3 separate regions of the Sus scrofa genome follow, and all the other regions are linked to region 3. A link is a contact called in public HiChIP or PLAC-seq and promoter capture Hi-C data. All regions are on one chromosome and are shown on one strand. The core of a region is the stretch at or near the end of the contact, and the rest is flanking DNA. Distances in the headings are between cores, read along the strand shown. Region 1 holds the start of POLR1A (DNA-directed RNA polymerase I subunit RPA1). Region 2 holds the start of TGOLN2 (a long non-coding RNA gene). Region 3 holds the start of USP39 (U4/U6.U5 tri-snRNP-associated protein 2).

Region 1 (3,923 bases), core at 1,336-3,835, 490 kb after region 3:
TGAAATAGTATCTATTTATGGCTAGTGATGATATAATTGAAATTTCTGGATCAGCATACTATTGTGCCTCAGGGGATCATCAATTCATTCCTTCATTCAATAAGAGGATGAAAGAAAGGAATGAAAAAACTCAAGGCCAGTGGAGAAACGGAAATATAAACAAGCACAAAAAGTAACTAGGACACCGTGATAGATAACTGTACTAGGTGTGGAAAGACCTCAGAAAATGAAGGAGGTGGAGGTGAGCCTTGAGAGTGGGAGAGGTGCTCTCTGGATGCCTGCTGGAGGGGGGCAGTGAGAGCAGGGAAGCAGATCTCTGGCTAAGGCCAGAGCATGCAAAGAAATAGACTAAGGAAAGGCCCAGATGTTAAAACAGAATGGCAGTTTATGGAATGGCAAGTGGTTTAGCAGGGCTGGGGAAGGGATGATGTTACAGCTAAAATCAACACGGCTCCAATTATGGCTAAACTTGTAGACTGAGCTAAGAAAGTACCATTTACCTGAGAAAAATGGAAAGCCTCTGGAGGGTTTTAAGGGTGACAGTAGCATCTACACTTTGGAAAATTAATTTTATTTTGTTATTATTTTCTTTTTTGGCCATCCCACGGCATATGGAGTTACTGGGCCAGGGATCAGATCCAAGCCGCAGTCACAACCTACACTGCAGCTGCAGCAAAGTGGATCCTTTACCAACCGTGCCCGCCAGGGATGGAACCTGCATCCTGGTACTGCAAGGACACCACCGATTCCATTGTGCCACAGAGGGAACTTCTGCAACACTAATTTTAACAGCAATGTAAAGGATGGACTAGACTGGTATAAGGGCAGGGAAGGTGGAAGAAAAAGAGATAAGTGTCTAATCTAAGAGAGCTATAGTAGTGATGAAAAGGAGAGTAGAGAATAATTAGATATGTAGGTGACACAAAGCAAGGGCCCAATAGGCAAATTAGATGTCAGGAGAAACAGGTCTAGAATTTGTGTCATGTCACAAAACTGTAATTATTTTGTACGAGCCTAGGTACACTATTTTGGAGGAGCAAGTTCTCCCTCCGTTGCGGGGGAGAGGGGCTGTTGCTGAGTTTTTGGTGTATCTCATAGGTTTAAGACCTCTGTGTGAAATTCAAGTAGAGATGTCTAGAACACAGCTGAAAACATGAGTCTGAAAAACAGGGAAAAGAAATTTGTGCTGGAGATTTAAATTTGAGTATTAATCATGAAAACGGTGAATGTGTCTAAGCAGGACAATTAGGACAAGAAAGCTGTATGATCAGAACAGAATCTTGAGGAGTTTCACAGCAGCAGATACAAATCTGACTAGTAACCCTGAGGTTGCAGTTCAATCCCTGGCCTTGCTCAGTGGATTAAGGATCCGGCGTTGCCATGAGTATGGTGTAGGTCACAGACATGGCTGGGATTTGGCGTTGTGGCTGTGGTGTATACTGGCAGATATAGCTCTGATTAGACCCCTAGCCTGGGAACCTCCATATACCTTGGGTGCGGCCCTAAAAAGCAAAAAAAAAAAAAAAAGAATAGAATCTCGAGGGATTGCAAGATTTAAGGAAAAGCCGAATTAGTTAAGGAGTCTGAGAAGAATTCTAAGATAAGCTATGAATACAAAGCCTTTGTTCACCAATGTGTCACGAATGCCAGGCAAAAACGGGATGATGGATAAATGTTTGTGGGTTGATAAACTGGTTGAGTAAAGGAGTAAGAAAGAAGTACTTGTCGCAAAAATAAAATCTAAAGACAATATGGTCCTGGAAAATATGAAGATTGTCAAATGCTGCAGTGATCAAAATGATTTAAGAGAACCCTTTTGATTTAGTATATAGGCGGAAAATATAGAAAGGTCCCAAGAGAGAGAAGTTGTCTTCTGAAAGGAGCCTTGAAGAATAACCATTTTATAGACGAGAAGAAGAATCATGTGCTTAGCAAACCGCGTCAGATAATTATAGTAACTCCACAAAGGTTGGCTAATTAGCGAAAAAGACTGGAAGATGATAACGCTGCAATCTGGGAACCTTCACCTCCCCACATACAAACTCTACTACCCCAGCCACGCTCTGCTCTAGGCAATGCCTGAGAGCGCAAGACGTTCCCGGGACTACGAGTCCCAGCAGGCCACGCGCCAGAAAGCCAGGGCCAGAGAGGAGCAACTGGGCTCAAGACCTTCTGGAAACGGTAGTTTACGGCCCCGACCGCAAGAGGTTCTGCGTGCTCCCCACCAACTCCTTACTTGAGCTCTTCGGCTGAATACATCCCGAAGGAAATGCCCTGCAGCCGCCGCCAGGGCATGTTCTTTGAGCCCAACATCCTCCAGGTCGGTTCCAAGCTCTGCTACCCAGACAGATATTCCAGCGGCCACGGGTAAGGTCTTAACGGGGCCTCAAGCCCGCTACCACCACGTGATTTAAACTGCGCTTGCGCGGGAGAAATGCTCGCTGGAAGGAGCAGTACATGGACGAGTTTACTTCTGTTGAGGGGGGAAGGAAAATAATTTCACGACTCTTGTTCTCCCTTTTATCTTGAAAACGATTGAAGACATATAAAACATAGAATTGATACTTTTTGGAAATGTCTTAGAGGAAAATTAGGCTTGTAGAGCCTTTAACTTCCCATATAAAGTATTTCAAACCATGAGTTTGAAACCTTTTTTACGATGGCTTTCGTCTTGTCGGTCTCAGCCAATAGCCGAGCTAGTCCCCGCCCACCTCCCTCTTAAGGTGGAGGGCGTGCTTTCCCAGCATGCTATGCGAAGACACCAAAGATGGCGGCTGTGGCCTCGGCTCGCTGGCTGGGGGTCCGCAGCGGGCTTTGCTTACCTCTGACGGGTCGGCGGGTGGGTCCATGTGGACGGACCCCCAGAAGCAGGTAAGAGAAACTTGGAGGACCCCTGAAAAAGACCCTGGGATCAACTTGGCCTTGTGTATCTTCTTTCCCCCTGAGAGCTGGGGAACAAGGTACTGGAGAAGATTGCGCGCGCTTGCGGCCGCGTACCGGGGAAGCCCGGCACGTGGATCCCGCGTCCTTGAATGAGGGATCCAAAAGCACTTCTTAAAGGGATATTTTTTGCTTGCTTGGCATACGCCGGGATTAAAATTCTTGGCAAGATTAGGGTCCCGATGTTGTTGAGCTTGCATTTTAGTGAGTGTGGTTATTAGCAACCCCGCCACAAGCTTTAAGTAAAAAATTTTATCGTCCCTTATCTGTTTTCACCCGCCGGAGAGGACCAGGGTAAATCAGGTCTTATCAAATTAAAGGCAGATTATGGATTCCGTTGTATGCTGGTTGTTTGGCCAAAGAAATCATCTAGGTGTCCATAAAAACAGAAAAGTCTAAAAGTTCTGAATAGGATTGCTGTGATTGTTAAAGCTTGGCATATGTATCATTTGTGTGGTTTTTTTCCCACTCAGTACAAACAGTGGTGTTGTTGGAAGTATGAGAGACGGGAATTTGTTGTAAAAAGTTTGAAAACGACCTAGTTTTAAATTCACCGTTTGCCATTTCCTTTGCGAGGTGGTAGGAGATAAATACCTTTATGTGAAGGTGGGTGCTAGTAATAGTCATCTGAAAAGTTGTGAGGAATGAATGGAATGTTTAATTTACAGTATAAGTTTTATATATAATACTCTCCTCCAACTCTCCTCACAACGAAAGAGAAAACGCTCCACCTGGTACTGCAGCAGCCTCACTGCTGCTGTTCAATCCCAGTTCCTTTCCTGGAAGTCCCCAAAGTTTATATTTTTCTACATGTTTCTTTTGCTTTAACAGCAGCACCTGTCAGCATTCATCCAGAAGACAGCAGTGTGTGTGTTCTGCACATACATGTCATGAGAAACAGCACAATTTGAAAGAGTTCATCCCGTCCTAAAGTCGATCCCTATCGGGGAAGTGTAATTTTAAAATGGTGTCTGAGATCAAAC
Region 2 (3,827 bases), core at 44-2,543, 270 kb before region 3:
CTAAAGAAAAAGAAAAGAGGAGTTCCCGCCATGGCGCAGTGGTTGACGAATCCGACTAGGAACCATAAGGTTGCGGGTTCGGTCCCTGGCCTTGCTCAGTGGCTTAACGATCCGGCGTTGCCATGAGCTGTGGTGTAGGTTGCAGACGCGGCTCGGATCCCGTGTTGCTGTGGCTCTGGTGTAGGCCGGTGGTTACGGCTCCAATTAGACCCCTAGCCTGGGAACCTCCATATGCCGAGAGAGCGGCCGAAGAAATAGCAAAAAAAAAAAAGACAAAAAAAAAAAAAAAAAAAAGAAAAAGAAAAGAAATGAGAAGAGAAAGTAAACAAGAAGAAGAGGGAAAATAAGTACATTTGTATTTAAAAAAAAAAAAAAAGATGGAAACATGTGGAGAGGTAGGAAGCAAGAATTTCCCATTGTTTACTTTTCCAAAAATCCCGTTTTGATGTTTCAACCAACAGTCTATATTACTTAATCAAAAATATTAAATGTTTGCAAGACAAATACAGTAAAATGAGAGCGCCCCTGTAGTGCAGGGGGTTAAGGATCCAGCGTTGTCACTGAAGCGGCTTGGGTCACTGCAGTGGCTTGAGTCACTGCAGTGGTAGGTTTGATCACTGGCCTAGGAAATTTCCACATGCCAGGGGCATGGTCAAAAAATAAATAAATAAATAAAAAGCATACAGTAAAACAGTAGTGATCATGCCAGAAAGGTGGAACAAAGATTTTCTACTTCTACACATTCAGTGAATTTTCTACAATGAACATAATTAAGTTCTTCCATCAGAAAAAGGATGTACTGTTTGTTTGTATGTTTGTTTTGTTTTTTAGGGCCCTCACCCACGGCTTATGGAAGTTCCCAAGCTAGGGGTCAAATTCGAGCTGCAGCTGCAGGTCAACACCACAGCCACAGCAATGCAGGATCTGAGTCTGCGACCTACACCACAGCTCACAGATCTTTAACCCACTGAGCAAGGCTAGGGTGGAACCCGCATCCTCATGGATACTAGTTGGGTTCGTTACCGCTGAGCCACGACTGGAACTCCCAGGATGCACTTTTTAATGAGAGAGCTTTGGCGATGGCGAAAGGCACAGGTTCCATGGAGCTAGAACTGAGGGGAGCAGGGTCGGGAAGGCTGCCGCTAAAAGGTGACAGGCTAGGTTTCTCTTTCCAGATTCCCACACGTTTGTGTCCTGCAGGAAAAAAAACTAAAAAACAAACAAAAAAACACAAGAAAGGTAGAAGGCAGAATTGCGGGCAGAGGATAGGGCCAAGAGGCGCCCGGCCCCCTGCGACGTCACTCCGTGGGGCAGTCCACCCGCCGGGGGAGCTCCTGCTCGTCCGTACTGTCTCGTCATCAGGAGGGCAAAGAAGGAAAGGGAGAGTGACGGTTTGCTGTGGCTGCTATTAAGCAAAGAAACCAGAAAAAGAGAGAGACGCCTTTAACGGGCGACAGCAGACACGCCACGGAGAAACGCCGTCACCGAGCTAAGGAAACGGGGCTCTCTTGGAGCACCCTGGCCTTTTCCCAAGCCCCGCCCCCTGTCTGGGCGGGGCTGCAAGAGACTTGAGCCGGAAGGGACGGAGCGGTAAACACTGAGTCTGCGCGCTCATCTCGCGACAGCAGTAGAGGGCGGAAGTGCAGTCTGTCCAGGATGAGGTTCCTGGTTGCGTTTGTCTTGCTGAGCGTCGCAGCGGAGGGTAAGACCCCCCCCCCCTTCTAGTAGCCTCTCGTCATCTCACTCTCGCCCCCAGGCCCACCATCCTCACCGGTGGGCAATCTGACCTTACTTTCTCCCTGCCCGGCTGTCGTCATCCTTCCGCTCACCATCACCCCCTCCCCTTTTTGCCGGTTGAACCCATCTAAGGATTCCGTTCTCCCCGCCTGCCTCCCTCTCTCACTTTTTTTTTTTTTTTTTTTTTTTTTTTTTTGTCTTTTCTAGGGCCGCGGGTGCGGCATGCGGAGGTTCCCAGGCTAGAGGTCTAATCAGAGCTGTAGCCGCCGGTCTACGCCACAGTCACAGTCACAGTCACGGATCCGAGCCGCGTCTGCGACCTACACCACAGCTCCCAGATCCTTAACCCACTGAGCTAGGCCCAGGGGTCGAACCCGCAACCTCATGGTTCCTAGTCCTATTTGTTAACCACTGAGCCAGGACGGGATCTCCCACGCCTGCCTTTCTTTAGCTAGCTGGTTTCTCTGTTTCAGACTCCGTGCCGTCAAGTTCTGTGCCAGCCTCCACAATACCCACTCTGAGGGTAAGTCAGTCTACTGGAGACTCCAAGCTCGTAACCGCAGAACTGCCTTCTCAGTCAGACAAAGTAGACAGATCCATTCCGAAACAAAACACCGGGGAAGTCAGCCCTGACAAGTCGAAACTGGAGCCAAACACCACGAATGACAGCCCTCACAAATCGAAATCTCAAGAGCATATCACGAATGTCGACCATAACAACAACACAAATGTTGACCCTGGCAAGTCGAAAACGGAGCCGCACTCCACGAATGACAGCTCTGACAGAGCGACATCTGAGGACCCTGCTGTGGATGGCAACCCTGACAAGTTGGAACTGAAGCAGGACATCACGAATAATGGCTCTGGCAAGGGGAAATCTGAAGAGCATACTGCCACAATTGAGGACCCTAGCAAACTGGAACTGGAGCAGCTTTCTTCCAAAGACCACTCCGGCAATCCAATCTCCAACCCCTCTTCTGATAACAAGGAGCCTGCTGTAAATCCATCAGCTGACAAAGCTCTGCAGTCTCCTAGAACTAAACCTGTGGAAAAAGGATTACTGGACTTGGACTCCTCTTCTCCCCAGCAGGAGGGAGAAGGTAAGTCTTTAGAGCCAGCTGAAGTTGTGGAGCCCAAGGAGACTGAAGAAGGGGATACAGAGCCTGAAGAGGATATACCACCCAAAGAAGAGAAAGAAATGCCTGGCCCTGCCTCCAGTGAGAACCGTGAAGGGGCACTTTCGAAACCCTTGGATAAGGAGAAGGATGACGTTTATAAGGATAATCTTGGAAATGCCAGTGCAGAGAGCAGCCACTTCTTTGCATATCTGGTGACGGCAGCCATTCTCGTCGCTGTCCTCTATATTGCCTACCACAATAAGCGGAAGGTAAGTCCTGAGTTGCCTTAAGAAGAGGAGTGGGATGGGATTTCCTCTACCCTGAAAGCGTGGTGCATGAGTTTTCCATCACTCGTCTGCCTGTAAGCACTGGGAATTTAAAAACAAACTTCAGGAGTTCCCCTTATGGCTCAGCGGTAACAAACCTGACTGGTGTCCATGAGGATGTGTGTTCGATCCCTGGCCTCACTCGGTTAAGGATCCAGTGTTGCTGTGAGCTGTGGTGTAGGTCACAGACATGGTGCAGATCTGGTGTTGCTGTGGCTGGGCTGTAGACTGGCAGCTGCAGCTCTGACTCGATCCCTAACCTGTAAACTTCCATATGCCACCTGTGTGGTCCTAAAAGAAAAATATGAAAAAACAAAAACAAAACTTCAGTTTTCTCAGATCCTGCTGGGGCGCTTTGCTCTTCTTTTAGAAATCATTTGTTTTCAGCACTGTTTCCTGAGTACCTGCTACTGTTGCGTCAGGTGCCCACTTTGGAACGTTATTGTGACCCGACCCGAATTAGGGTGTCATCCCAGACTTCCATCCTTTGCAACTTGAGGGGACCTGTGTACCTGACAGTTCATAAAGTAATTCGAGCACTCGCCTTCCTGTTTCCACTCTCAAAAAGACAGTGCTTCCTGTCTTTTCATTATTTCTAGCTTCCTTTCCCAAGCTTTCATCTTCAAGGGTTGCCTAGTCTTTAGCA
Region 3 (3,890 bases), core at 999-3,498:
CTCCTGGATGCGCAACTTGAGGGCCTCTCGCATAGGTGGCTCCAGAGGCGTATGTGCTGACACCTTGTCACTCACCCTTCCTGGATCATCATCCTACGTGGGGGAAGAATCAGGAAGCTCAGGGCCTGGTCTCTTCTGGAAAGGCAACCTGCCCTGTCCCCAGACAACACTCTCACAGAACTCTGTGACTCACAACTTCTTGCTAGTGCCTGTCATTTCCCAGGCGTCCCCTGTAATAGTGACTCTCAACTGGGGGCTTCGAGCCCTCCCTGTTGCCCGCTGACAGTCACTGTGTGAAGGGAGGGACTTGTGCTCAAACGCATCGCCCAGCGGTCTGTGCCCTCATGTGGGGCAGACACTTCCCACTGGCCCTGAGGAAAACAGTGGCTCAGGGTCTGGCAGTGATTTCCATCACGGCCCAGGACCTTCAGGCTGCAGCTGTTTCCACTAGGCATACCTGATACACGATAACTGATGTGATGTCTCCGCTGTCCGCCTCATATTCTAGGCAGAAGAGCTGATGACCGGGAGGCTCTGGCTCAGAGCCGCCACTACTGCTGCTTTCACTGGATTCCTCACAGTCTGGGTTGCTTGGATGGGTAGAGGCATCTGGAAGGATGGAACCAGAGTGAGAGGGATATGGGGAAGGCTGCTGGAGCTCCTGCACAGAGATGATATAGGAAAACATGCCATAAAGAAAGCCCCAAGCAGAGTTCCCGTCATGGCTCAGTGGAGACGAATCTGAATAGGATCCTTAAGGATGCAGGTTTGATTCCTGGCCCTGCTTAGTGGTTTCGGATCAGTGCCATGAGCTCTGGTGTAGGTCCAAGACGTGGCTAGGATCCAGTGTGCTGTAGCTGTGGTGTAGGGCAGTGGGTACAGCTCCGATCTGACCCCTAGCCTGGGAACTTCCATATGCCGCATGTGTAGCCCTAAACACAACAAAACCTCAATCTTCTCATGGACCAAGAATGTGTATGTGTGTGTGTGTATGCACAACATGGCACCCATCAGTTTTATTCACCTTTATCCCTGCCCCAGGACCAGAAGAGAGCCATCTCCGAATAGGTACATGAATGCACATTTTGTCTACAGTATTGGAGAATAGTAGAGAAGTGGATAGGGATCTGTCTGGGTTCAGGCCAGGCTCTACCATTTACTTCTCAGAGATCTCAGGCAAGTTACTCAATCTCTTTGTTTGTACCTGTTTTCCTGACTGTGAAACCCGTGAAAATTCCCATTTTATGAGATCCTCTTGAAACTAAACGAATTGATGTACCTAACACCTAAAAACACTTTAAGGATGGCTCGACAAATTTAGCGGTGTAGGTTTAACTCTCTCTAGAGGGCAGAGAAACTGGGGGTGGGAAGCTAGGGGGAAGGTCATTAACTGGGTTTGGGCTTCATGTCACAGGTATGTCCTGGTCGTCTAGAACAGTGCCAAACCTTTTTTTTTCTGTTAGATGGTGGGAATATGAGAATTCAGTATAGTGGGGGCAAACCAGCAGACAACTTCCTGCCGCTTCCCAGGTATGTCCAGTAATAGTGTTGCTTAACTAGTCTTGAGGGTCCCTGTTCTGCCGGGAGAACCACTGAGAGGCAGCTGGAGAGCGTCGAGGCGGAAGTTCCGGGAAGGGACGAGATGAACTGAGCCTTGGGGGTTAAGGAGTGTGTTTCTTTTTTTCGTTGTTTGTTTTTTGCCATATAGAAAGGAAGAGTGCGTTCAGGCAGAGGGCTAGAGGCAGGCGGCCTCACCTCGGTGTCGCGGCAGATACACCTGCAGGTCCGGCTTGCGGGGCCGAGTGGGCGCGGGCGTGTGCCGCCTCCTCACCTTCTCCTTGGCCGCCTGCTTTACCTTCTTGTCGTAGTCGTCCCTGCGGGGAGCCGAGCGGGAGTCAGGGACGGCCGGGCCAGGCCAGGCCAGGGGTGGCGCCGGTGGCGCGGGGCGGGGAGGTACCGGGCGAGCTGGTTCCGTCGAATGTGGTGGACGAAGCCGTGGCTCATGTCCAGCCGCCCGCCCGGCTTGTAGCAGAGGCCGGGTCCGGGCCCCGGCGCCGATTCCATCTGGAGCTCTGTGCGCGGAGCTGCGCCGCCTCCGCCTCAACGGCTCCAACGGCAGCCCTCCAGCAGGCAGAACTCCGCGCCACCCGTCGCTCGACTTCCGGCTCCGCACCCTGACGTCGGCGGGGAACCGGCCGACCGGGCCGAGCGTCACCACGCGCGGAGTTCCAGGCGTGAGCTGGGCTGGTGGAGTGGTGCTGGGAATGGGACGTGCGCGACTTCCATTCCCCCGGCGGGGCCTTGCCTTTTTTGTGACGTTATCAATAAGAAAGCAGGATTTAGGCTTACTGCTGATGCACCAGAAAATTCAGAAAAATACAAAGCACCCATCACAGCACTCCGTGATTTGTGTGGAGCCTTCTCGTCTTTTTTTCCCGTGATGAGATGCTGCGAAAACTCCATCATCAGCTGCGTGATCGTCTCATCTTACTCGTGATCTGCGAGGTCGTGAGGAGGCCAGTGCCCGGAAGGGCAAACTGCGGCGCCCCCGTTGCTCAGCCCACCCCCCTGCCCGCACCGGGCCCCTCGGCCCCTTCGCCACCGGTGGCGGGGATGCCCCCTTCCAGCCCACCCAGCGCCCACTGGTCTGACGTCTTAACTCTCTCCGTGAGAGGATCTAGAGCTTTTCAGGGGTCTGAGCCTGTGTCATTTTTGAATCCTCTTTAAAAAGAGACAAAAGATTAGAACAGGGATGGATTGATACATCCACACGATGGAATATCGCTGAGCAGTCAAAAATAACGAGCTGTTACACATTCAACAGCGTGGATGAATCTCAAAATAAATATGCGAGTGAACGAGGCCAGGGGTAAAAAGACTGGTTCTGTGTTTCCATTTAGATAAACTCTAGAAAGTGCACTGATCTGGAGCTCCCTTGTGGCTCAGTGGGTTAAGGATCTGGCATTGTTACCACAGCTGCTCTGGTCGCTAATGTGTAGGGGGTTCCATTTATGGCCTGGGAACTTCCATATGCCAGAGCTGGCCAACAACAAGGACAAAAACAAAAACAGAAAGTGAGTGCACTGAAAGCACGTCAATGGTGGGGGCAGAACACTTGGTGGCTGGTGGTTAAGTTCATTATCTCTTTGGTTTTGGACTGTATATGTACCTCCATTGATATTCAAGCAGACTAACTTATGTATTTATTTTTTTTCTGCTGCACCTGCAGCATATGGAAGTTCCATATGCACGTCAAATTGGAGCTGCAGCTGCCAGCCCATGCAACATCCACACCGATCCTCCACACATCATCTGTGACCTACAACTCAGCTTGGGACAACGCTGTATCCTTAACCCACTGAGGGAGGCCAGGGATCAAGTCTGCATCCTCACGGACAGTGTCGGGTTCTTAGCCTGCTAAACCACACCCGGAATTCCAAATTGCACACTCGTTTCATTTGTCTTTTTTATTTTATTTTATTTTTTATTTATTTATTTTTTTCCATTTCTTGGGCCGATCCTGCTGCATATGGAGGTTCCCACTAGGGGTCGAATTGGAGCTGCAGCTGCCGGCCTACGCCAGAGCCACAGCAACGCGGGATCCAAGCTGCATCTGCGGCCCACACCACAGCTCACGGCAACACCGGATCCTTAACCCACTGAACAAGGCCAGGGATCGAACCCACAACCTCATGGTTCCTGGTCGTATTCGTTAACCACTGAGCCCGGACGGGAACCCCTTGTCTTTTTAGGGCTGCACACGCAGTACATGGAGGCTCCCAGGATAGGGGTCAAATGGGAGCTGTAGCCGTCGGCCTTCACCACAGCCACAGCAACGAGGGATCCGAGCAGTGTCTGCGACCTACACCACAGCTCAGGGCAACGCCGGA

What was found. Promoter capture Hi-C pulls out the DNA fragments that hold promoters and counts their contacts. HiChIP or PLAC-seq counts read pairs in DNA pulled down with a chosen protein or histone mark.
Region 1: a promoter capture Hi-C map of liver shows a contact between it and region 3, with 6 times the contacts expected there. The contact joins the promoter of POLR1A here to the promoter of USP39 in region 3. A contact is called at or near these places in 2 of 5 promoter capture datasets (fetal liver and liver) and 2 of 2 datasets of contacts at active chromatin or transcription factors (alveolar macrophages and skeletal muscle).
Region 2: an H3K27ac HiChIP or PLAC-seq map of alveolar macrophages shows a contact between it and region 3. The contact joins the promoter of TGOLN2 here to the promoter of USP39 in region 3. A contact is called at or near these places in 2 of 5 promoter capture datasets (fetal liver and liver) and 1 of 2 datasets of contacts at active chromatin or transcription factors (alveolar macrophages).

What each region holds. Positions count from the first base shown.
Region 1 is chr3:58,669,039-58,672,961 of Sscrofa11.1, reverse strand. POLR1A (DNA-directed RNA polymerase I subunit RPA1) reads right to left here and starts at 2,585. Exons shown (of 34, transcript XM_005662406.3): 1 at 2,237-2,585. The coding sequence starts at 2,313. PTCD3 (pentatricopeptide repeat domain 3) reads left to right here and starts at 2,749. Exons shown (of 24, transcript NM_001243030.1): 1 at 2,749-2,871. The coding sequence starts at 2,768.
Region 2 is chr3:59,424,256-59,428,082 of Sscrofa11.1, reverse strand. It overlaps TGOLN2 (a long non-coding RNA gene), which reads left to right and starts at 1,293. Exons shown (of 4, transcript XR_298231.3): 1 at 1,293-1,702; 2 at 2,211-3,124.
Region 3 is chr3:59,154,955-59,158,844 of Sscrofa11.1, reverse strand. It overlaps USP39 (U4/U6.U5 tri-snRNP-associated protein 2), which reads left to right and starts at 2,248. Exons shown (of 13, transcript XM_013987875.2): 1 at 2,248-3,890. It overlaps C3H2orf68 (UPF0561 protein C2orf68 homolog), which reads right to left and starts at 2,190. Exons shown (of 4, transcript XM_003354742.4): 1 at 1,958-2,190; 2 at 1,756-1,874; 3 at 458-609; 4 at 1-93. The coding sequence starts at 2,064.